Regions from separate parts of the Mus musculus genome. Here regions 2 and 3 are each linked to region 1. Evidence: chromatin contacts called from public HiChIP or PLAC-seq data. All regions are on one chromosome and are shown on one strand. The core of a region is the stretch at or near the end of the contact, and the rest is flanking DNA. Distances in the headings are between cores, read along the strand shown.

Region 1 (3,393 bases), core at 231-2,730:
CTGACACCTTTCCTAGGCCAGGAGGATGAAGGTCCAAGAAATGTCTTCTATGCATAGGACCTCCATCTCCATGGAGAACCCAAGCAAGGATGCTATCAGTAGCACAAGGGCTCCTGAGACCTCCTGCCTTCCCTGGAGGGCAACAGCCCTGGACAAGGCTACAGTAGTCCTCAGGAAACAGCCACTTGATGGCAGCCACTTGCTTGAACAGCTGGGTTTGAGAGTGAGGCTTCCCCCTGGCCATGGGACTGTTGTTTGTCCTGCCTGGGTTTTGGCCCTTCCATCTGGAGGGAAGGCTAATGTTGCAGATCCTCGGAGCCTGAGGCTCAGAGAGCCCAAGGTGGGCCCTTCAGTTACCAAGGAAGCCGCTATCCTTCAGCCTCCTGGCCTCCACCCAGTTGGCTCCCACTTTCCAATCATGCTAACGCAGCGCAGACAGTGAGCTTCAGACCGCCACAGCCCCACAGTGCACCCCTCCTCCAGACTAGGACCCATTCTGTGAACTGAAACCAGCTCCCAGAGTGACTCATTTGGATTTCCAGCAGGCTATTGGTGAGCTGAGGGAACCTGCCTGGGATACTCTCCAGTTTTCCTCAATACCCTATTCTGTTACATATTTACAATGATACTGGAACCAGTTTGAGGGGCATGTAACCTCCCTGTACCTAAGGGCAAGTCCCACCTCTAACATAGAGTAGACAGCTGCTGCTGCTACTGTTGCTCCTCCCCTCCTCTGCCTCCTCCTCCTCCTCCTTCTCTTTCTTCTTCTTCTTTAGTTTTTCAAGACAGGGTTTCCTTGTGTAATGCTGGCTGTCCTGGAACACACTCTGTAGACCAGGCTGGCCTTGGACTCACAAAGATCTACCTGCCTCTGTCTCCTGAGTTCTGGGACTAAAGGTGTGTGTCACCATTGCATGGCTGAGAGTGTCTTCTCTATTGACCTTGCCAGCTCGTCACTGGGCAGCGCCTTTGGAAGTGCTTTGGAAATAATCAGTATTACTGTGTCCCCAGAGCTGTGCAGGGGTTGTATTTTCTTTTCTTTGGGGAGCCACATTTAAATAGACACCGAGCTACCCTCTGCAGTACTCAGGGACTGTAAAATCTGCATACATGTGCATACTTGGCCTACCTATACCTAACCTGGGAGCCAGACCACATTCAGACAGACAGACAGACACAAGTACATATATCTATAGTGTATTCAGACTTGCTCATGAACACATAAAGGAGATAGAAAGTAAATACCCCCCCAGGCGTCCCTACCCACCCCTTCCTACCCACGGGTACTTCTATGCTACAGCAATGCAGTATGTCACGTAGAGCCACGACTAGCCTTGGAGACACACATGTACACAGATAAGGACCTAGACACATACGCAGGCGGCATCCACTCTACCTGGCCTACATATCGCCGGTGATTTGAGCAGCTTTGGCCTCCCCCAGGGCCACGGTAGGAAAAGATGCTCTTCTGGCTGCATTGTGTTGGGTACCCGGAAGTGTGCAGGCCTGGAAGTGGTTGCATAAATCAATATTTGCTGTTGTTAATTATTAAAGCCAAAGCTACTCGGTGTCTGGAATGCACATCTCTGGTGTTCCCGCTGGCTCTCTAGGTCTAAACCTGACCCTGGGCCAGGTCTGGGAGGGCAGGGAAAGTGCTGCCTGCCTTCCTTTCAGGAGCTCCCTGGCCCTGGGGACAGAGGGTAGTAGACAGCACTTCTGGGAAGCTGTAGGAGATCTGCCCCCCGCCCCTAGCTGGAGGACAGTCCTGCCCCTAGAGCATCCAGACTTCTCCAGCATCTGTCTTGGGGTCTGTCCCTGCTGCAGACTGGCTGCACCAGCCTAAGACACAAGGACTTCAGGGTCAAGTTGGGGGTGGGGGGTGTCGTTTCAGAAGCCTTGTAATTTACAGATGGTAAACTGAGCCAATGGAGGTGCCAGAGACTCTGCAGCTTCAGACTCTTCCAGGGATCCCGGGGTTTTCTAGCAAAAAAAGCTATTGCACCTCTTGGAATATGATTTTCTAGTGAAGACATTTGTACCTCCTTGGTTATGGCGATCTGGTGAGACACGCAAAGGGTCCAGCAAAGAAAGTGCTTAAGCACCATCTCCAGTACTCCTGCATTCCCTGGGCACAGCTGTCCCAAGAACCTTGTCCTTGAAGCCCAGAGGCAGGGTCTCCAGTCTGGGAAGACACAGCTGCTCACAGAAGTGCCTGAGGCTTCCCGCGCGCAGGCGCAGTGTCCTGGGCCCCTTGCCCGGCCGCCCCGCGAGTGGGCGTGGTGGCCTTCCGCCCCGCCCCTCCTCCGCGCCTCCCGCACCTGGCGCCCCGCCCCCTCGGGCCCGGCAGCAGGGTGAGCCCAGAGAAGGCAGAGCGGCGGCGGGCGGGACAGGAGCGCAGAGCTCGGGCTACGGGGCCCCGGGCCGGGCCGGCTTACAGCGCCGCCGGGGCTGGGGCTCGGGATGGCGCAGCCGCGGCCCCCAGCGCCCCATGGCCGTCCGCGGAGGGGCTCGTTGCCGGCGGGGGCCGGCTGGCAGGTGAGGACCCTGGCAGGGGCGGCCTGGCCGACTGGGGACCCAGGGCCATCAGTCAGCCTTACTACCCAGAGTCTGGCAGTCTGTGCCTGAACCCCGTCACGGTGGGTGTGTATGTTTTTGGACTGACACCCGAACTACACGGAGCACCCTAGTGTTTTCCAAAGCTGCCCCTGGGTCAGACGTAGGGACACTGTGGCCATGGGCTGCAGTGACACTGGGTGTGTGTTTAACTGTTGTTGGGACTGCCTGCTGCCTTTTCCACACAGATGGAGCGATATCATAGGGTGACTCTGGTGGCTCTTCCCCAGGTGGGATGCCCGGCTTCTGGCCACACCACTCCCAGCCTTCCTTTGCCATGTGTCAGGGCGTCTGCTGTTGCCTGTGGGGCTGTAACTGTGGGTGTTACTTGATGCTCTGTGTGCACACTCTGGGTGACAGTGCCATGTGTCAGTGTTTATGTGGTTGTGATTCTGGTGCAGCCATGTGTGGTGTTTCGTTGTGGCTGGCTGTTTGGTCACCTTAAGTAGGACCTCCTCTTTTCCTCAGCCCTTTGCTGGGTCTCTTTAGGTCAGAGACTATCTGGCTGACCCTGAAAGGATGGTGGCACTGTTGTGACATTGTCACGTTGACAGGTGTGTTTGTCCTTCCTGGACAATAGGTGTGTGTCTATGCTATCTGCCAAACTGTCATTGCTATCTGCTCTTCTAATCTCAGAGGTGTTGGGTGTGGCCACAGGTGCCCATGGCTCAGGGGCTCCTGGGTACTACTGAAGTGGACTTTACAGGTTGGATCTTGTTTTGTAGGTAGGCTTCAGAGTGTATGCACAAGGGCTTAGGTTTTGTGACTTCATACTGTGCA
Region 2 (3,393 bases), core at 631-3,130, 240 kb before region 1:
GGAGGCTGAAGGATTTGTTTCGGACTTCACAGCTAGATGGTAGAGGCAGGCTTCTCTGTTGCACTGAGAATAGCACGAGGCAGGATTGTGTCCTCCTTTGTCCCCTTTAGCAGAACAGGGACCACTGAGGACCACAACTGGGCATGCCTTCTCTGTCTGTCCCATCCCCCTGCGAGGAGCAGATGCAGGCCTTATTAGGTGCTATGCTGGGAGCCTGGGCTGAGGCCAGAGTGTTGGCAGGCCCACTTGGATGTACTTTCTGCTCTTCATGCTATGAGTTGGTCCCTCATAGTTATGCCCACAGGGCAGAGAAGAGCCCAGTCTTTTGGAGATGGTGTCTCTGTGGAATAGGGTCAGGATGTCAGTGTTTTCTCAGGTCCCCAAGTGTCTGGCTCCTATCACAGAGAACATACTTTCCGGACAGGGCTGGCGCCATTCAGTGAACTGGGCATTTCCTTCTGTCCACAGCCCACCTAACTCCTGGCTGCAAAGTCTGCTAGGAGTTTTCTGGAACCTAGCAACTCACAGGAAACAATGGAAACTTGGGTTTGTATTTTTTTCTCCCTCTATCATCACTCAAAGGGTTTTCCTCAAAGGCACACACATACTTCAGTTATTTTTCTCTCCACCCATTAGCCTGGGGCTTCCTGGAAATTTTCAGTCAAAAAAAGGGGACCCTGGGTAGGTGGTAAAGACACACCCCAGCTCCAGGCTTGTGTGTCTGCCCCTGGGATGCAGCAGGGTTGCCTCAATGCCAGTGACTTGGCAAGAACACCTGAGACTGAGGCTCTGGAAGAGCCTTGTCTGAACCTGGGTATACAAAGTGATACATCTCTGGGACTGATGTATGTGAATCAGAGTGGGTCTATGAGTGATTCAGATCGTCTGTGGCATAGGGGTAGGAGCACCATCTTGTCCAGTATCACGCACTGGGATGAATGTGTGGAGGAAAAATGTAGAACATATAGGCTGGTGAGTGTGTGAAAAAGCACATAAGCCCTAGCACAAAATGTGTGAGGAACTGGGTGTGTGATTGGTGTGTGATCCAGACTAGAGAGAGAACTCAGTGGGAAGAGATATTTGCCACAAAGCTCTGTTACCTGAGTTGGATCCCGGAACCCACATGCTAGGAGACCATTACTTTCCAAAACACCTCTGAGCTCCACATGTGCACTGGGGCATGTATGTAGGCGCACGCGCGCGCGCGCGCGCACACACACACACACACACACACACACACACACACACACACACAGAGGTACAGAAAACAAACACAATAAATAAAAGCCACTTTATAGCTTGTTGGGATGCTTGAGTCTGTAGAAAGGTAAACAAAAAGGTAAACAGGTACATGGAGTGGATGTGAGCAGCTGAGTGCATGTGAGATCCCCCTCTCTCGAAAACTGCTGTGCACTCCGTGTGGAGCACGTGGTGTGAAGGAGCGGCGTGTGCGGAGGGCTCGAGGCCCTGCCAGGTGGCGTCTCAGTCCTATCCCACACTCCAAGCCACGTCTGGCGTGGAGCCGGTTGGGCCTCATCCCACATCGAGGGGGATTGGGGCCCAGACAAAGGCACAGTCGGCCGCGCCGCTCCTCCAGAGAGCCTAGCTCGCGGCTAGGAGGCGGGGGCCGCCGCTGAGGGGGCGGGGCCAGGTCTTGTTAGGGGCGTGGTCTATATGGTCAGGACGCGTTGCCTCGGGGGCGGAACCTGGTCTTGTGGGGTGTGGCTAAATGTTTGGAGGTGGGGCCTAGGGCTCCTGAACTTGGCGCCTCGGGGGCGGAGCCGGAGACCCGGGGGCGGGGCGTGCACGGGAGGGCGGGGACGGGAGTTGGTTGGGGGGGTGGGGGGTGGGAAAGAGGCGAGCAGTCCGAAGGACTCGGCAGGACAGCGAGCTGGTGGCTGCGGGAGGCGCCGAGCGAGCCAGCGAACGAGGCCGGGCCATGGGGCAGCGGGCAGTGGGCTCGTTGCTGCTGGGGCTGCTGCTGCACGCGCGGCTGCTAGCGGTGAGTTTGCGTGACCGAGGGCCGAGGGCGGGGGGCGCGCGCCAACTTGGCGGGGCCACCGGAGGCTGCTCGGCTGGGACTCTGGCCCGGGACGGCCGCGCCCGCGAAGGACCCTGGGCTGGCACTGGCCAGCGCCACCCTTGCAGCGTGGGGCTTTCCTAGGGGACGTCCCAGGGATCCAGCGTGGAGGTCAGGGGCCGTCCCCGCAAGCGTGGAAATCGGAGGGTCGCCGGCCACGTTGTTCAGGCTCAAAGTCGCCTCTGGGCATGGCCCGGCCTGCAGTTCTGGCGTGTGGGGGGGCTGACGGAGAAACTTCTAGCAGGGTGGGAACTTGGCAGGACAAGGGTATTCCTTTCTGCTGCCAACTTGGCAGAAGGGGCAGTTCATGGTGATGGGTACCCTGTCAGTCGTCGCTGGAACTTTACCATGCTATCCTCTGGGGGGAGATTATGATCAGGCAGTCAAAAGTTAAAACTTGGAACAAAACTAAGCCTTGTGTGGAGCACCCCATGGACCCTGGAGTTTTCTAAGCCATAAGCTAAATCAATCACTGCGTTGCACTGAGCCTCCGTGAGACCTGCAGAGAGCTAGTTAACCTCTGGGAGGTAGTCCCACGTGGGTAAAGGGAACTCAGAATGGGAAGCCTCAGGGCAGAATGGGCCTGGATGGAATGAGTGCTGGGTGCAGCGCTTACTACAAGCCAGCCCAAGAGCAGCTGAGAGTCCCCAGGATTCTTCCACCACCTCCCAAGTGGGATGCTGTGTGTGCTCCTTCAGTTCTGCCCTTACCCTGAGCTCACAAGGGGCCACAAGGAGGAGAAGGGAACTCTTGAGTCAGGAATCCTAAGACCTGGAAGGCACTTGGCAGGAGAGGCCCAGAGGACCTGAGTGACCTCACGGAGGACAGGGTGGAGTTGATGGACCCGGCAGGCAGAGGGTGGAAGATGAGGGTGGGGTACCTCTGGGCCCTGCTGTGGTGAGCCACAGAGCCCAGGTGCTCCTAGACAGTCTCTATCCCTGTTCCCTGTTCTTGGAGCCAAGAGGGTGACTTTTCCAACTAGGCCAGTGTTTACCCAGTGACTGCTTCTCTGTCCTTGCCTGGCTGGCTCTCTATCACCTCTGCCCTCTTGAGTCACTCCTTAACCGCCCACCAGGCTTGACCCTTTTCTGTTTCTGCCACACCCACGTAGCACCTCTCCTCCCCACCCTCTACAGAGCAGCCTTCTCCTCTAACCTTCTGTCTGGCCTCTCACCCCAACACTCAACTGCAGGGCACTGCGGTTGCTCCCCATTCAGCCTGAACTTGTAACTCCTAAGACCGATGTTCCCTTCCTTAAGGCAATGACCTAGACCTGGGATGCTATCTATTCCTGGTCTCCCCTCAGCTCTGCC
Region 3 (3,393 bases), core at 607-3,106, 210 kb after region 1:
AAACTAATTCCACCCAGAAATAATGACTGCTAGTATTTTATATTTAAGTGAGTATATAGACATATATGCATGTGTATATAAATATATGTGTGTGTATATATATTTTGGGGGTGTGTCTAACTTAGGCCCCTTCCCTAGCATGAGCTCTGCCAGCCTCTCCCTTGTATACACACACACACACACACACATACACACACACACACACACACATATACATGCACACACTTTTTTTTTTTTTGAGAAGACTCTCAACTCTATAAGCCAGCCCAGCCTTCAACTTGAAATCCCCCCACACCAGTCACACCAAAACACCTGGCTTAAATGTTTGTATTTTTGTTACATTTTTGTTTTATTGTTATTGGTGTTGTTGTTTTGTTTGAGACAGGGTCTCACATAGCTCAGGCAAGTCATGACCTTACTGTGTAGCCGAGGGTGATCTTGAACTTCCCATCCCTCTTCTGCCTCCCACTCTCCGGGGTTCCTGGCGTACGTTCCCACACTCCGTCGTATGCAGTGCTGAGGATCAAACCCAGGGCTCACTGTTTGCCGAGCTCCGCGCTCCGGCCTTCTAAGCACACAGTTTCAAGCTATGCAGCCCTGTCAGTCTGTCGGGACCTTTGGAGACCCAAAAGCACCTCACTCCTCCAGCCTCCTTACAAGATGTATTATTGTTGTTGACCCACCTCTCAGAGTCGCTGCTAAGATTCAGGTGAAGCAATAATGATTTAAAAAAAAAAAAAAGTCCGTCTGGTGGTATGAAAATGGACTTGAGAGAGAGAGACCCACACACAGAGACTCACGGACACACATACACAGACAGATAGGCACAGACACAGTGGACAGAGACACATACCAATTACAGTTGCTTGTGAGAAAATACTGGAGATTCCACCTGCAGCTAGACTGGGAACCCTGGCTACAGCTATCTACTAAATACTTCTGGTTACTTCCGGGGCGGGTGGGGTGGGGTGGGGTGGGGTGGTAAATTGAGCAGCAGGGAAACTGAGATACAAAAATCGGAGACCCTCACCTTCCCACCCTCTGCATAGCACTGTCTTTGGAGAGCAATTTGAAGGGCAGAGCCTTTTTTTTTTTAAGATTTATGTATTTATTATATGTAAGTACACTGTAGCTGTCTTCAGACATCCCAGAAGAGGGCATCAGATCTCAGATGGTTGTGAGCCACCATGTGGTTCCTGGGACCCAAACTCAGGACCTTTGGAAGAGCAGCCAGTGCTCTTAATCACTGAGCCATCTCCCCAGCCCCAGGACGGAGCCTCTTAAGACTTTCAGACAACTTCCCCATGTCAGGAGGGACCTTTAGCTCTGTACACCAGCGATGCTGTGAGGCTCTTGGGCAGCGGGTTCTCGAATCTGAAATGGTCACTCACACCTGGGGACTTCACTCCAGCTTCCTAGTGTTTAGAGTTGGGAGACAGGCTCAGGGCTGCCTCTGCGCACCCCTCAGAGTCCCGACTAATCTCTCCTCCATGCTGGAGAGCTGGTTATTCCTTCTGGAAGACAAACATTTCCTGAGACTATGATCCCTCTTAAAGGTTGTCACCATGCCTTCAAGGTCAGGCATGGAGGGGTGGGTGTCAGGCGGGACTCCGATGTTGGGAAGACATCATAGCTCTGCTCAGGGCTCACCTCAGTGGTCTCAGCCGAAAGTCTACCTCATGGAAACTTTACTGGAAGGAACTTGCCCAAAATGACACCCCCATGGAGGCCAGGGGCCCCCTTCGAGGCTCAGCTGTCACGCTCTGCCTGCTCTGAGAGGCTGAGTCTGAGGTAGAGAGCCCTCATGATGCTGGGCCCCTGGGCTGTAAGAGGTGGGCTCTCTGCCAGAGCTTTAGCAGACAAGCCCTGTTTGTTGCCCCACGAAGCCAGGTTGCTGGGGGCCTTAGCCTCTGAAAGCTTGCTTAGCCTGGTTCCCACCCCCTACGCTGCTGGCTCTTCTCCTGGGCCCTGGGGCAGGCACCCCTCCTCACCTGCAGAACTTGTTTTTGGTGTAAGCCTAGGTGAGCCAGGCGCTCACTTCTGTAACTGAATATTTATCCCCTCTTATAATGGGCTTTGTTCCGGTGCTTTGCAAACCCTGGGAACTGCCAGGGCTGGACATCTCTGCGTTTTCCCTCCTACTCTCTGTCCCTCCCTTTCTGCTGCTGTCTCTAGCTCCATCCCTTTTCCTGTTCCTCATCTCTCTCCTCCTAGGGCATCCCTGTCTCCTCCCCAGCCCCTTCCCTAAGCCTGCCAGCAGACTGAGAGTCCAAAGTGACTTTAAGTCTTTGGGGGTATAAGCTCCGTCCGGTATCTTGACCAACAGCCACTTCCAATCATCTCAAGATGGATTGGACTGCTCGCCACTAAACTTACTGCCCTTCAGTAGCCACAGCCTGGTCTCCTACGGTTAGCATGCCCTCATTTCTTTGTCACTTTATTTCATGGGTTTCTCCCCAGGGCCCAGGTCTTGGGAGTCAGGGCTCAGGGAAAAGGGGCAGAGTGTGTGGTACCCTGAAACCACCCGACCTGTCCGTCCACAGTCCTGGGATTTGCCCAGCTTCCTCTGGTCCCAGCCCAAAGCTTTGAGGTAATGCCTGCCCCCGGGAACTCCTGCTCATCCCCTCTGCCCTCAGAGGCAAGACTTGTCCAGAAACCCAGAAGTGCTTGGCCCAGCAACGAAAGCCAAACGGGGAACATGACAAAAAGGGTAGCGATTCTATTTTCAAATCCCCTTTGCACTTCTTACTGGGAACTGAGACCTTTTAATTCCATTCTGACTTAATTCTAAATTAATCCACAGTGGACGCCATCTGTTTAGATTCAACACTTGGCTTGACATAGAACAGTGATGTCCCAGCCTGGCTGTTTTCTCTCTGGGGGCAGCAGCGGGGCCTCACGGACCCAACCTGTGCAGTCTAGAGAGATGCTTGTCTCACTGTGCTCTGTTACTTCTGCCCAGTAAATCCAATAAGCTGTGCCTCCTCTGGAGCTCACACAAGTACCTGGTCTTGGGAGCTTCCCCTGCCAATTAACGAAACAGAACAAACGTGCCCAGCGCAAAATAAAATAAAATGGCCAGCTGTCAAGCATATATAGGTTGCTAGTCATTTGTTTCCCTCCAGGTTCCTTTTATCTGCCGCCTCTTTCTTCTCCTTCACCTCCTTGATGTCTGCGCCTGGCTGACTCCCTGTCCCCCTCACCACAGCACTTCGGTGTCCCTATGAAGTCGCATTTCCCTGCTTTCCCCAAAGCTGAACCGTCTGTCCCAGCTGCTCCCTCGAGCTCCCTCAGGCAAAGGAGGCCTCTTAAACCAGGGTCTCCGTGGCTCTGTTAACTGATCCGAGACCGTCCAGCCAGAGAGGCCACAAGGTGGAAAAGAAAGGCTGGGAC

What was found. HiChIP or PLAC-seq counts read pairs in DNA pulled down with a chosen protein or histone mark.
Region 2: a FOXA1 HiChIP or PLAC-seq map of pancreatic cancer cells shows a contact between it and region 1. The contact joins the promoter of Hspg2 here to the promoter of Rap1gapos in region 1. A contact is called at or near these places in 2 of 39 promoter capture datasets (liver and stem cell-derived epiblast-like cells), 2 of 484 Hi-C or Micro-C datasets (the G1E-ER4 cell line and cerebellum), 3 of 115 datasets of contacts at active chromatin or transcription factors (embryonic stem cells and pancreatic cancer cells) and 2 of 9 other capture datasets (adipose tissue and liver).
Region 3: an H3K4me3 HiChIP or PLAC-seq map of embryonic stem cells shows a contact between it and region 1, with 8 read pairs. The contact joins the enhancer-like site here to the promoter of Rap1gapos in region 1. A contact is called at or near these places in 8 of 39 promoter capture datasets (the C10 cell line, the HPC-7 cell line, HPC-7-derived erythroid cells and 4 more), 5 of 115 datasets of contacts at active chromatin or transcription factors (embryonic basal ganglia, embryonic stem cells and pancreatic cancer cells) and 2 of 9 other capture datasets (embryonic stem cells and pancreatic islet).

The regions. Positions count from the first base shown.
Region 1 is chr4:137,705,126-137,708,518 of GRCm38.p6, forward strand. Rap1gapos (RAP1 GTPase activating protein, opposite strand) reads right to left here and starts at 1,481. Exons shown (of 2, transcript NR_138594.1): 1 at 1,397-1,481. It overlaps Rap1gap (Rap1 GTPase-activating protein), which reads left to right and starts at 2,342. Exons shown (of 24, transcript NM_001379234.1): 1 at 2,342-2,535. The coding sequence starts at 2,461.
Region 2 is chr4:137,466,923-137,470,315 of GRCm38.p6, forward strand. Hspg2 (perlecan (heparan sulfate proteoglycan 2)) reads left to right here and starts at 1,881. Exons shown (of 97, transcript NM_008305.3): 1 at 1,881-2,002. The coding sequence starts at 1,940. It overlaps Gm13010 (a long non-coding RNA gene), which reads right to left and starts at 220. Exons shown (of 3, transcript XR_881513.1): 1 at 1-220.
Region 3 is chr4:137,915,890-137,919,282 of GRCm38.p6, forward strand. The region is part of intron 2 of Ece1 (endothelin converting enzyme 1); the gene reads left to right. Among named protein-coding and RNA genes, the nearest start is that of Gm52683, 9.0 kb to the left of the region's middle. Within about 2 kb of position 1,857, at least 17 of the 459 cell types and tissues checked have an H3K27ac peak or open chromatin away from gene starts, as enhancers often do.